Linked DNA regions of Sus scrofa: region 2 is linked to region 1. The links are chromatin contacts, called in public promoter capture Hi-C maps. All regions are on one chromosome and are shown on one strand. The core of a region is the stretch at or near the end of the contact, and the rest is flanking DNA. Distances in the headings are between cores, read along the strand shown. Region 1 holds the start of MAP3K13 (mitogen-activated protein kinase kinase kinase 13). Region 2 holds the start of TMEM41A (transmembrane protein 41A).

What was found. Promoter capture Hi-C pulls out the DNA fragments that hold promoters and counts their contacts.
Region 2: a contact with region 1 is called in a promoter capture Hi-C map of liver, with 2.0 times the contacts expected there. The contact joins the promoter of TMEM41A here to the promoter of MAP3K13 in region 1. A contact is called at or near these places in 1 of 5 promoter capture datasets (liver) and 1 of 2 datasets of contacts at active chromatin or transcription factors (alveolar macrophages).

Annotation. Positions count from the first base shown.
Region 1 is chr13:123,174,443-123,179,343 of Sscrofa11.1, reverse strand. MAP3K13 (mitogen-activated protein kinase kinase kinase 13) reads right to left here and starts at 3,267. Exons shown (of 15, transcript XM_021069980.1): 1 at 3,140-3,267; 2 at 438-564.
Region 2 is chr13:123,362,628-123,367,480 of Sscrofa11.1, reverse strand. TMEM41A (transmembrane protein 41A) reads left to right here and starts at 2,275. Exons shown (of 5, transcript XM_021069988.1): 1 at 2,275-2,489; 2 at 4,074-4,227. The coding sequence starts at 2,371.

The DNA of each region.
Region 1 (4,901 bases), core at 2,018-4,517:
AAGACTTTTTTGATCTCTTTTCTTGCTTCAACCTAAGGCATAAAATAAAACTGGCTAGAAGATTTGGGACATATACTATTACAGAGCCAATCTTGGATGTGAGATGATATAAATGACTGTTTGAAGCCCATATCTACAGGACTGATACATTCTACCAGGCTCTAAAGTGTTAAAAGGAGATCTCCCAGAAAAAATGAAAGTAAAGCAATAATCTTCTAGGAATAATATATCTTGTCAATCTCTTTAATTTCTGATCAGTTTTACAGAGAAATAGTAACAACTGCCTCATATGTACTGATATCAAAACTCTTTTTGGAAGGTCCAGATTAAAATATAAAGAAATTCAGCCTGTATTTTTCAAACACAGTCCTACAGTTTTCTACGCCACTTCAGGGCTATTCTATTTCTCACCTAACATAAAATAGTTAACAACTTACCTTTCCCAAAATGCTAGGATTTGAATGCCTTAATAAAATTTGATTCATGTTTTTGTCCATTAATGGTCCTTGGATTTCTTTAAATGAAGTCCATATTAGAGTCCACAGATAGCAGCGTTCTGAAAAACTGAAAACCTCAAGAATGTCAATGCATATACCTAAGTTAACACTTTGATACCAATTTACTATGAATAACACTTATAATCATTATTATGAATATAGGCATTTAGATACCCAAACTTAGTGGACATGACATTAAAAAGCAGACCAATAGCAAAATTAGACTTTAAGTAAGACATTAATATTAACATAAATCTAAAGGATCTCAAAATATTACTTTGCACCAAGTTCATATGTATCCTAAAAGGGCACCATAGTAAGAGCACTCAAAGTGGGGATGATTTGGATACTAACAATTTCCAAAAAGTGGGAAAAGAAGCTTTAAAGGCAGGCAACTTTTAAAAATTAGATGACTTCAATAATGTATTCACATTTCTACTTTCAGGTTTTTTCCAATCTATTTCTAATAACATCTTAAATTCCTTTAAATCTAAAAATGTTTACTAGCTTATTATTTATTAAAAAAAAAAAGCCATTAAGTCAGGTTTTCCTACTCCATTATGAGATTCTACGACCACTTAGAAACTACTATCTCATTAGACAGAATGAAACCCATACATAAAATCACCTCCCTAGATCTAAATCAATCACTGCATCTAGACAGTGATTCATGCCCAGATCTCTCTACACAGCCTGATGTGTCACTTGCACTTTTCTCCATCTGAGGGCTGAAAACAATCTGGTTATACTACTTGTTCTTTAGGTCCAGTCCACTCTTCATCACATTCAAGACATCTAAACAAATACTTTACAAAGGAAACAATTTAACCTTTAGGGATTCATTCTTTTGGAAGCCTCCTATCACTCTTTGGAAGGAGTCAGTGTTGCCAAATTTGGCCTCTGTCTGCTGGTGCCGAATTGAAACACAGAGTTTGGGGTAAAGGAGAAAAAACAGCTTTACTGCTTTGCCAGGCAAAGGAGGGTCACAGCAGGCTAATACCCTAAAGACTGTGCTCCCCTCCCACCCCACCCTCAGTGGAAAGAATTGCAAGGAGTTTTATAGTAAAAAGGAGAAAAACAGGTTTTCAGATAGGAATCGGGATTGGGACAAACATGCATTCTTCTTTCTTTGGGGGAATCTTAGTCATCCACATCTGGAGTCAGAAGACCTCGGTATGATCATGATGGTGATCTTCTGGTTTACTGCCTAGAATAATAGTACTTACGAAAAGGGCATATTGATCAGAGATTAGAACAAACTAGGAAAGTTCTTGAGAAACATCATGTGCTAATAATCTTTAACCCACAGGCAATTATGGTCAGGGTGCCTATCTTTAGCTTACAGATTATTGTGTTCAGTGTGCATTTAAGCCAGGGAGAAGGACAAGGAAGGACCCTAAGCTGTTCAGTTTTAAAGTATTCATTTCTAAAAAAAGCAAAAGGAATATAACTTTTCTCTCAGGTGCCTATTTTATTATGTATATCTCTTAAGACTGTCCTATTGTTGCTTGACTATTCTTCCCTTGTCTTTGCAACCCCTTCCTTCCCTGATCAGCAACTGTCTGCACCTGTCCCTTGGAACTCAAGGAAGGTTATGGAAGCTGAATGAGGCCCATTTCCTAAGAACAAGAAATGGGGAAAGGCATTTGTGCCCAGGAGCCCCACAGGGCCCCTCTGGGTTTCATTTATTAGCCTTATGTGTACACACCAGGAGAAAACTCTGACTGGATTTTTTTTTCATCTTTGTTATGAAGCAATTCTCATTGACATATCAAATGTCAAAAGTACCCTAAGAAAACATTAAGAAAAAGGAACTGAGTTCACACTGCAGAAAAGAAAGCACTTAGAATAGTAATCAGAAGCACAGTGCTACAACTGCAGCTTATTATTTGATGGCCAACTCCTGCCCAGTATCATTCACCTGAAGTTACTCGCAGAAAAGCAGAGGAAGCTGAAAGAAACCAAACTGATTGCCTTACTCTCTTTACCCACCCCAGAGAAAAATATTAAGACACTAACTTCCAATAACCACAAAACAAAAACAACAACGTCTGGAATCTCTACAACACTGACATCCTCAAAACCCAAACTAAGCTAACCTCACTTCTACATTCAGAGGTAAGGATGCTTAAGTTCCAGGGACATTCCCCCTGCTGAACCAGAACTGGGTTTCTGCCTTCATTAATTCATCCATTAGACAGCATCTAAAGAATGCCTAATAGTGGTGACAAGACACTGTCCTGGATTAAGAGATGAAAAGACAATGTCGCTATCCCTACTAGCAGAACAGGATAGGGGTCAGAGTAGGTGGGAAATGAACTCTAGGTGAGTTCATATCATTGCCCAGGTTCCATCTGTTCATCCCCAAGCGCAAATATTCATGAGCCTGTGATCCCAGTATTCTAGACTCCTACAATACTCAGCCTGCGTTTCCTCAACGACCTCGGCCCTCACGACCCTGTTCCCAAAGTTCCCCGTATCCCTCTCTCTCTAGAGAGTCCCACACCAAGAAGCCTTTCCTCAGCCACCACCTCATGTGAGATCCAGGTTTCCCCACCCGAGCTTGAGGCTTCGACCCAGCTGAGAGCCCCCCAACCCCAACTTCCCCCCTTGCCCCGGTCCAGGTTCGGCCCGCAGGTTACCTGCCTGGGATCCAGGGTTCCAGGATGCCCACGGAAGCCCCGCCCCGCCCACCGCGACGCCCTCCACTACCAGGTACCGCCTCCGGGGCGTAACTTCCGGGCGTCAAGTCGGGCCAGAATGCCTCCAGGTCCCGCAGTCTGCCGAACGTCCAACACCGCTAGTGACGTCACTTCCGACCGGTTCCTCGGTTCCTTCGGGCTCCAAGCGCTTTACAGGTCTTGTTTACCCGGCGTTTTTCCATCTGCTTTCCTAAACTCCGGCTGCCTATGTTATTGCATTCTGGAGAGGTGTATTTTTTGTTTGTTTGTTTTTCACACTTTGCCTGTTTTTGGAGCCTTCTCTCCTATGGTCACTTCCCCCTGCTCCTTCTGTACCTTCAACTCAGCTGTTCTCTGGCCGCGTCAGGCCCCTTGGAGAATCACAAGGATTTCTCAGTCTTGCCCGAATGAGGCTGCCTCTCGCTTGTAACGGTATTACCTAGGCAAGTTACTTACCGCTCTGCTTCCATTTCCTCAAGCGTGAAACAGATAATACTAGTACCTAGAAAGTAAGGTTGGTGTGTGTATTACTTGAGATAATACATGGAAAGCGCTGGCACAATGAAAGCGTCAATGAGTGTTAACTTACAAGCGGTCTCTGGTTCCCCGTTGGAACATACAGCTGGTAAAGGAGGCTGGAACCAATTTTTTCTTTTTATCCTCAGTTTTTAATTAAGTGGTTAACGATGTTTGGTACTTACTTTTCTGAACTGTGAGCGTCTCCAAACAAAGATGGAATTTTATATAGGAAGCAATTTTCAATGCTACTTGAAAAAACCTGTTTGGTTATTGCGTTAGGTATTGGAAAGATGGATAAAACTAAGGCCCAACCCTCAAAAATTTGGAGATGCTTAATAAGTTGCTATGGAAGGAATAAAGTCATCTCAGAGGAAAAAGAAGATGGGACCAGCTGAGCTGAGGATTTATCCTTAGAACAAAAAATTGACAGAATGTTGAATTTTGAAAAGAACTTTAGAGATAATTACTTCCTCAACCTCTTGATGTTACAAGTAAGGAAAATTGGATCCAGAGAAGCAACTGACTAAAAGTCTCATGATTAGTGTCAGGGCTAGACCAGAAGTGGAATCTAAAAATGCTCACTACCCCAAAAAAAATTTTTTTTTTAAATTTAAAAAATGGAGTTCCCGTCGTGGCGCAGTGGTTGACGAATCCGACTAGGAACCATGAGGTTGCAGGTTCGATCCCTGCCCTTGCTCAGTGGGTTAGCTATCTGGCGTTGCTGTGAGCTGTGGTGTAGGTCGCAGACGCGGCTCGGATCCCGCGTTGCTGTGGCTCTGGCGTAGGCCGGCAGCTGCAGCTCCGATTGGACCCCTAGCCTGGGAACCTCCATATGCCGTGGGAGCGGCCCAAGAAATGGCAAAAAGACAAAAAATAAATAAATAAAAATGCTCACTACCTTTCATTCCCCAAATCTTCCTCAAGGTGTTGATAAGATAAAAGCAGATTCACTTGCAAGACCACATTTAAGTGAAAAAGACTAGGAAATGCTCAGTCCAGATGGAACCTAGCAGATGCCACATGAGTCTAGTGATCATTTGAATGTTCTGGTCTGGACACTGCTCAGTTCATTTGAAACACAGTAGCCCCCCTCTCCCCTGGCAAACTTTTTATGTCTACCCAGAAATGAGGGGTTAAGTATCAGCTCCTGTGAGCTCTACCTTCAGTTTTAACTGTCTGGAAAGGGATAAGTAACTGATGCTAG
Region 2 (4,853 bases), core at 1,026-3,525, 190 kb before region 1:
TTGTCAGGCACAAACTAACACAGTGCAAGTCCAGCTGCAATGGGGGGTTTGAAAGAAAAAAATTAGAATGGCGGACTGAGGCCGTTTCCCCACACGTTTTAAAGTGGCAAATTTTACACATATATGGAAATAGAGAAAATGGTATGAAATCTACCTCCATGTGCTCATCATCCAGCTTCAGTAATTATCAACTCAGCAGCCAACTGTATTTTTCAAAAATTATTTTTGCTTTTTAGGGCCACATCCATGGCATATGGAAGTTCCCAGGCTAGGGTTCAAATAGGAGCTGTAGCTGCTGGCCTACACCACAGCCACAGCAACGTGGGATCCGAGCTGCGTCTGCGATTGGCTCACGGCAATGCTAGATCCTTAACCCACCGATCGAAGCCAGGAACCCTCCTCCTCATGAATCCTAGTCGGGTCTGTCAACTGCTGAGCCACGAAGGGAACTCCAGCCATTCGTATTTTATTTACATCCTTACCCACTACAGCCCCATCTCATTATTTTGATGCAAATCTCATGCATTGAACCATTTAATTCATAAATACTTCAGTATTTTGAACATATAAAAATATCCTTTTTTTCTTCTTACGAATGAGTCATGATGTAGTCTTAACACTGAAAAGTGTTTGTTATCCAAGCCATACTGGGCAACAGAACTGTATCAGGACAGAGTTGCCTCCCTCTTTCATGAAGCTACTTAGTGTTCCATTTGTGAATAGACAATAATTAACTTCAGTAGTCCCCCTAAATAATGGGTAAGTTGTTCCCAATATCTTAATATCAAAGCTGAGAGAACACCCTTGAACAAACATCTTTGTCTACCTATGGGCATACCTAGGGGTTAAATTCCTGGATGTAGAATTGATAGGACCTTGTGCACTTCAAATTCTGACAGGTGCTCCTTATTGGCCCAAGAAGGGTTTTGAATGATGTGACAAGGATGGTTTCTGTTATCCAGGCTTGTAACATTTTGGACTCTGTCATTCTCCATTTAATCAGGCATGTCCTACCAACTCAACTTCTCCCAGTCTGTCCATCTTCCTCCCTTCATCCCCACTGATGTGGTCCTGGCTCAGCCCAGCATCCTTTCTCACCAAGTCAGTTGCAGCTATCAACTCAGAATGGAGTCTAATCATTTGCCAGAGCAAACATCCAAAAATGGGAACTAATGTATTCCATTGCTAAAACACTTCTTTTCCCTCTCTTTCTTTCTCGGGCCGCACATGCAGCATATGGTAGTTCCAAGGCTAGGGTCGAATCAGAGCTGTAGCCGCTGGTATAGGCCACAGCCACAGCAACTCGAGATCAGGATGTGTCTGCTACCTACACCACAGCTCATGGCAAGACCGGATTCTTAACCCATTGAGCGAGGCCAGGGATTGAACCCTCCTCCTCAGGGACACTAGTCTGATTCGTTTCTGCTGTGCCACAACGGCAACACCTGCTTAAACACTTCTGTTGGTGTCTCCTTAAAACACAATGTTAAAAAACCATTCTCCTTAGCTGCCTTTCAATACTTCTGAGTTTTTCCTCACCTTCTCATTCACTTCTCAATTTAGGCTTCACAGATACTGAAGGCTGGCACCTTACTGGGGTCCCCAGCTCACCCTATTCCTCCTCTCTCTGTTGTGGAAATCTTGCTCATGCTTTACTGTAAACTCAAAGGTAAACTCAAAACCCCACCTTCTCCATGAATCCACGCAGTGTGGGACCGCTAGTTTTGGACTCAGGGTGACTTGGACTCTATATTGGCTCTCTTTTCGGAGATGTCACTTAATCTTTCCAGGACTCAGATTTTTGTTAAATAAAGACAAAAATACCAAAAATACCAACCTTGCAGGATTCCTGGGAGCATTAAGGGTAATGAGCACATAGGCGTTCAATAAAAGGAAATTCTCATTATTTCCGTGTCGACCATTCCACCACACTCACAGGAGCCTTTGGTTCTAAGAGGGCTGCATTTGCTTTGTGTTACAACCGATGGTTGACAAGACTGGAGTGACCACTAGACCGCAAGCTCGCTGTGGGTAGGGCTCGTGATTCTCCCAGCGCCTGGCAGAGAGCCCGCAAAGAAGTGAAGCAAGAGACAGAGATAAACAGAAAAAGACACCCAAACGGGAGGAGGACAGACGAACGTGCTGAACAGGGAGGCTGCAAGACCGGATCTGCAGGATTCCTGGCTAAGGGGCAAGCAGCCGGAGGCCGGTAGGGGGCGGGGTCTGTATCTGGGGGGCGGGGCCTGGAGCGGACCCCGCCCCGGTCCGTCCCCTAACGCGCTCCGCGTGCGCAGTACGCGAGCAGTTAGGTCCCCGGTGCTGCTTCCGCGCTCGTCTGCGGCCCCCGCGGGTCGGGGTGAGGGCGCCGATATGCGTCCCCTGCTCGGTCTCCTCCTGGTCTTCGCCGGCTGCACCTTTGCCTTGTACTTGCTGTCGACCCGACTGCCCCGCGGGGAGACACTAGGCTCAGCCGAAGGGGCTGGAGACAGGTGCGTGGCAGAGGTGGCGGGGAACAAGTTTCAGGTCAAAGGAGGGGAGCCAGGTCGGAAGATGGGTCTGGGAACCCGAGGTTGGGGTTCCCAGATCGGAGGCGTCGGGAGCCGGGATTTGAGGTTCAGTTCTAGGACTGGGGATCAGACAGCGTCTACACGGTCGCGAGCAGGCCGGGTGGACTGGACCTGGGGCCCGGTCCTAGCTGGGACCTGCTTGCTGGTCGCTGCGCGGGAATGCTGTCTAGTGCCTTTTGGGGGTGAGATTTGCGGAGGGAAACGCGGCGTCTTACCCCGGAGCATTTCTGTTCGCGCCATGGCATCACCTCTTGAGCTGTGTCCCTGTCGTCTTTCCTGGCCCAGTCCTGACTCCCCTGTGCATCCGACCCTCGGCCCTGGTTGGACCCGCAGCCCCTTCTTCACGACTGCTTCCAGCCTCCCTCCATCGTCCTCCCCACTTCACTTCAGTTTTGTTAGGTCTGTCCTTGGGACTTTAAGGCATTCTGTCTTCAGGAAAAGCATTGCCCAGACAACTTTAAATTATTCGCTAATTAATTATCGGGTCCGCCCCTCTTCCTGGCTGTTTCAGCTTTTCCTTCTCAGGACCGACTAGCTGAGGCAGAAGGCGTTACAATACCTACCGGGCCAGTTTGTCGTGAGTGCAGCTACTGTTCATAAAGTTAATGGAAGGGTGTCAGGGATGTTATGATGTTTGATTGTTAAGAAGGTTGTTTGCAAAGATTGTATTCTTTTGCTCCATCTGGGAAGGCTCTGCTGTAGGTGTAATACATACTAAGAGAAACATTCTGATGAGAACCAGGAGAGTTTGCTTATTTGATGGATTTGATCGTTGATGGATTCAGGAGTTGTTTAGATGCCAGAGGCAAGGTAGACTTTACACTGAAGCTCTTGGACTGGGTTCATAGTGCATTGAGGACCATATAAAGAGCAGGGTGAAAAGCCGGCTCTTTGAAAGGGCTGGTTTCAAGCCTGACACATTATTGAAAAGATTTTGTTTATGGCGTGGGACAAATATACTTTCCTGGAGAATCTTTAATTGGCTTTTTTTGTGACTGATAAAACAATTGTTTTACTTAGTAACTTAGAAGTCGTGTCAAGTTTGAATTGTCCTTGGCCTAAAACTTAGGGGGAGGAGGTGCTCATGGAAAGGAAAAGGTAGTTTAGGATGTTTTGCATTTGCCTAGATATTAAGCCATTTGCCTCTTAAGAATAGTTCATAAAACCTGAGAGCTAAGAGGGAACTTGGTGATTGTCCACCATCAACCCCTCCTTTTTCAGATGAGGAAACTGAGGCTCAGGGACTAGCCCAAGATCACGCAACTGGAGAGTAGCAGAGTTGAGATGCAACCACAGGTCCTTTGCTCCCAAACCAAGGCTCTCCTTGCCTCTGCTGTGTTGTATCATGTCATCCGTCATCCTGGCCTCCCGTTATGCGTGTGTTGCCGGCAGACCAGATGAGGGGCACATTTATAAACCTCCTTTGGAAGAAAGACACAGCAAGTGACTTTCTTAGGTATCAGGCTCATCTGGACTTTTGTTTCCATCTGCTTTTTCAAATCTCAGGTCACTATGGTTCCCCTCAGATGTGGCTGAGCTGCGGGAACTCTCTGAGGTCCTTCGAGAGTACCGGAAGGAGCACCAGGCCTACGTATTCCTACTCTTCTGCAGTGCCTACCTCTACAAACAGGGCTTTGCCATCCCTGGCTCCAGCTTCCTGGTCAGTATCCTGCCCTCCTCCTGTGCCTGCCAGGAAGCCACCTTCTGTCCTTGTAGACGGGCCCTTGGGCTGCAGCTCTTACGGTCTAGAGGATAGACTACTGTGGCTACCATTTGTTGTCAGCTTCCCCTGTGTCAGGTGCTGTCCTAGTCACTTTACCTGAATGACCTTATTTAATTCTTGCAAGAGACAATAACACACACTATTCTCCACATTTTTAAGATAAGGCCATGAATGATGAGAAATCAGGTAACTATCCCAGATGACAAGGCGAGGAGGTGGTAGTCCTGGGGTTTGAACCCACATCTACCCAGCTCCCGAGCCTACCTTTCCTCTCAGTTATGCTGTTTTTGTTTTTAAGGATTCGATTTGATAGCTGTGGGGTGCTGTCCTTGAGACCCTGCCCCACCATCCCAGGCTGGGTCAACTCTTCCCCTTCAGAGCTTCTGTAATGTTTTTGATTTTTTAAAAATCTGTTTTCTTCTCTAGTCTGAGTTCTTTTGAGGACAGGACCTGTTCCTTATTCTCATCCTTTGAATTTCTTTGCCTGGCATAGGGATGTGCCGTCATAAATGTTTGATGAATAAGTGCAGGTTGTTCATGGTGATGTTGGGCTGTAGAGGCTG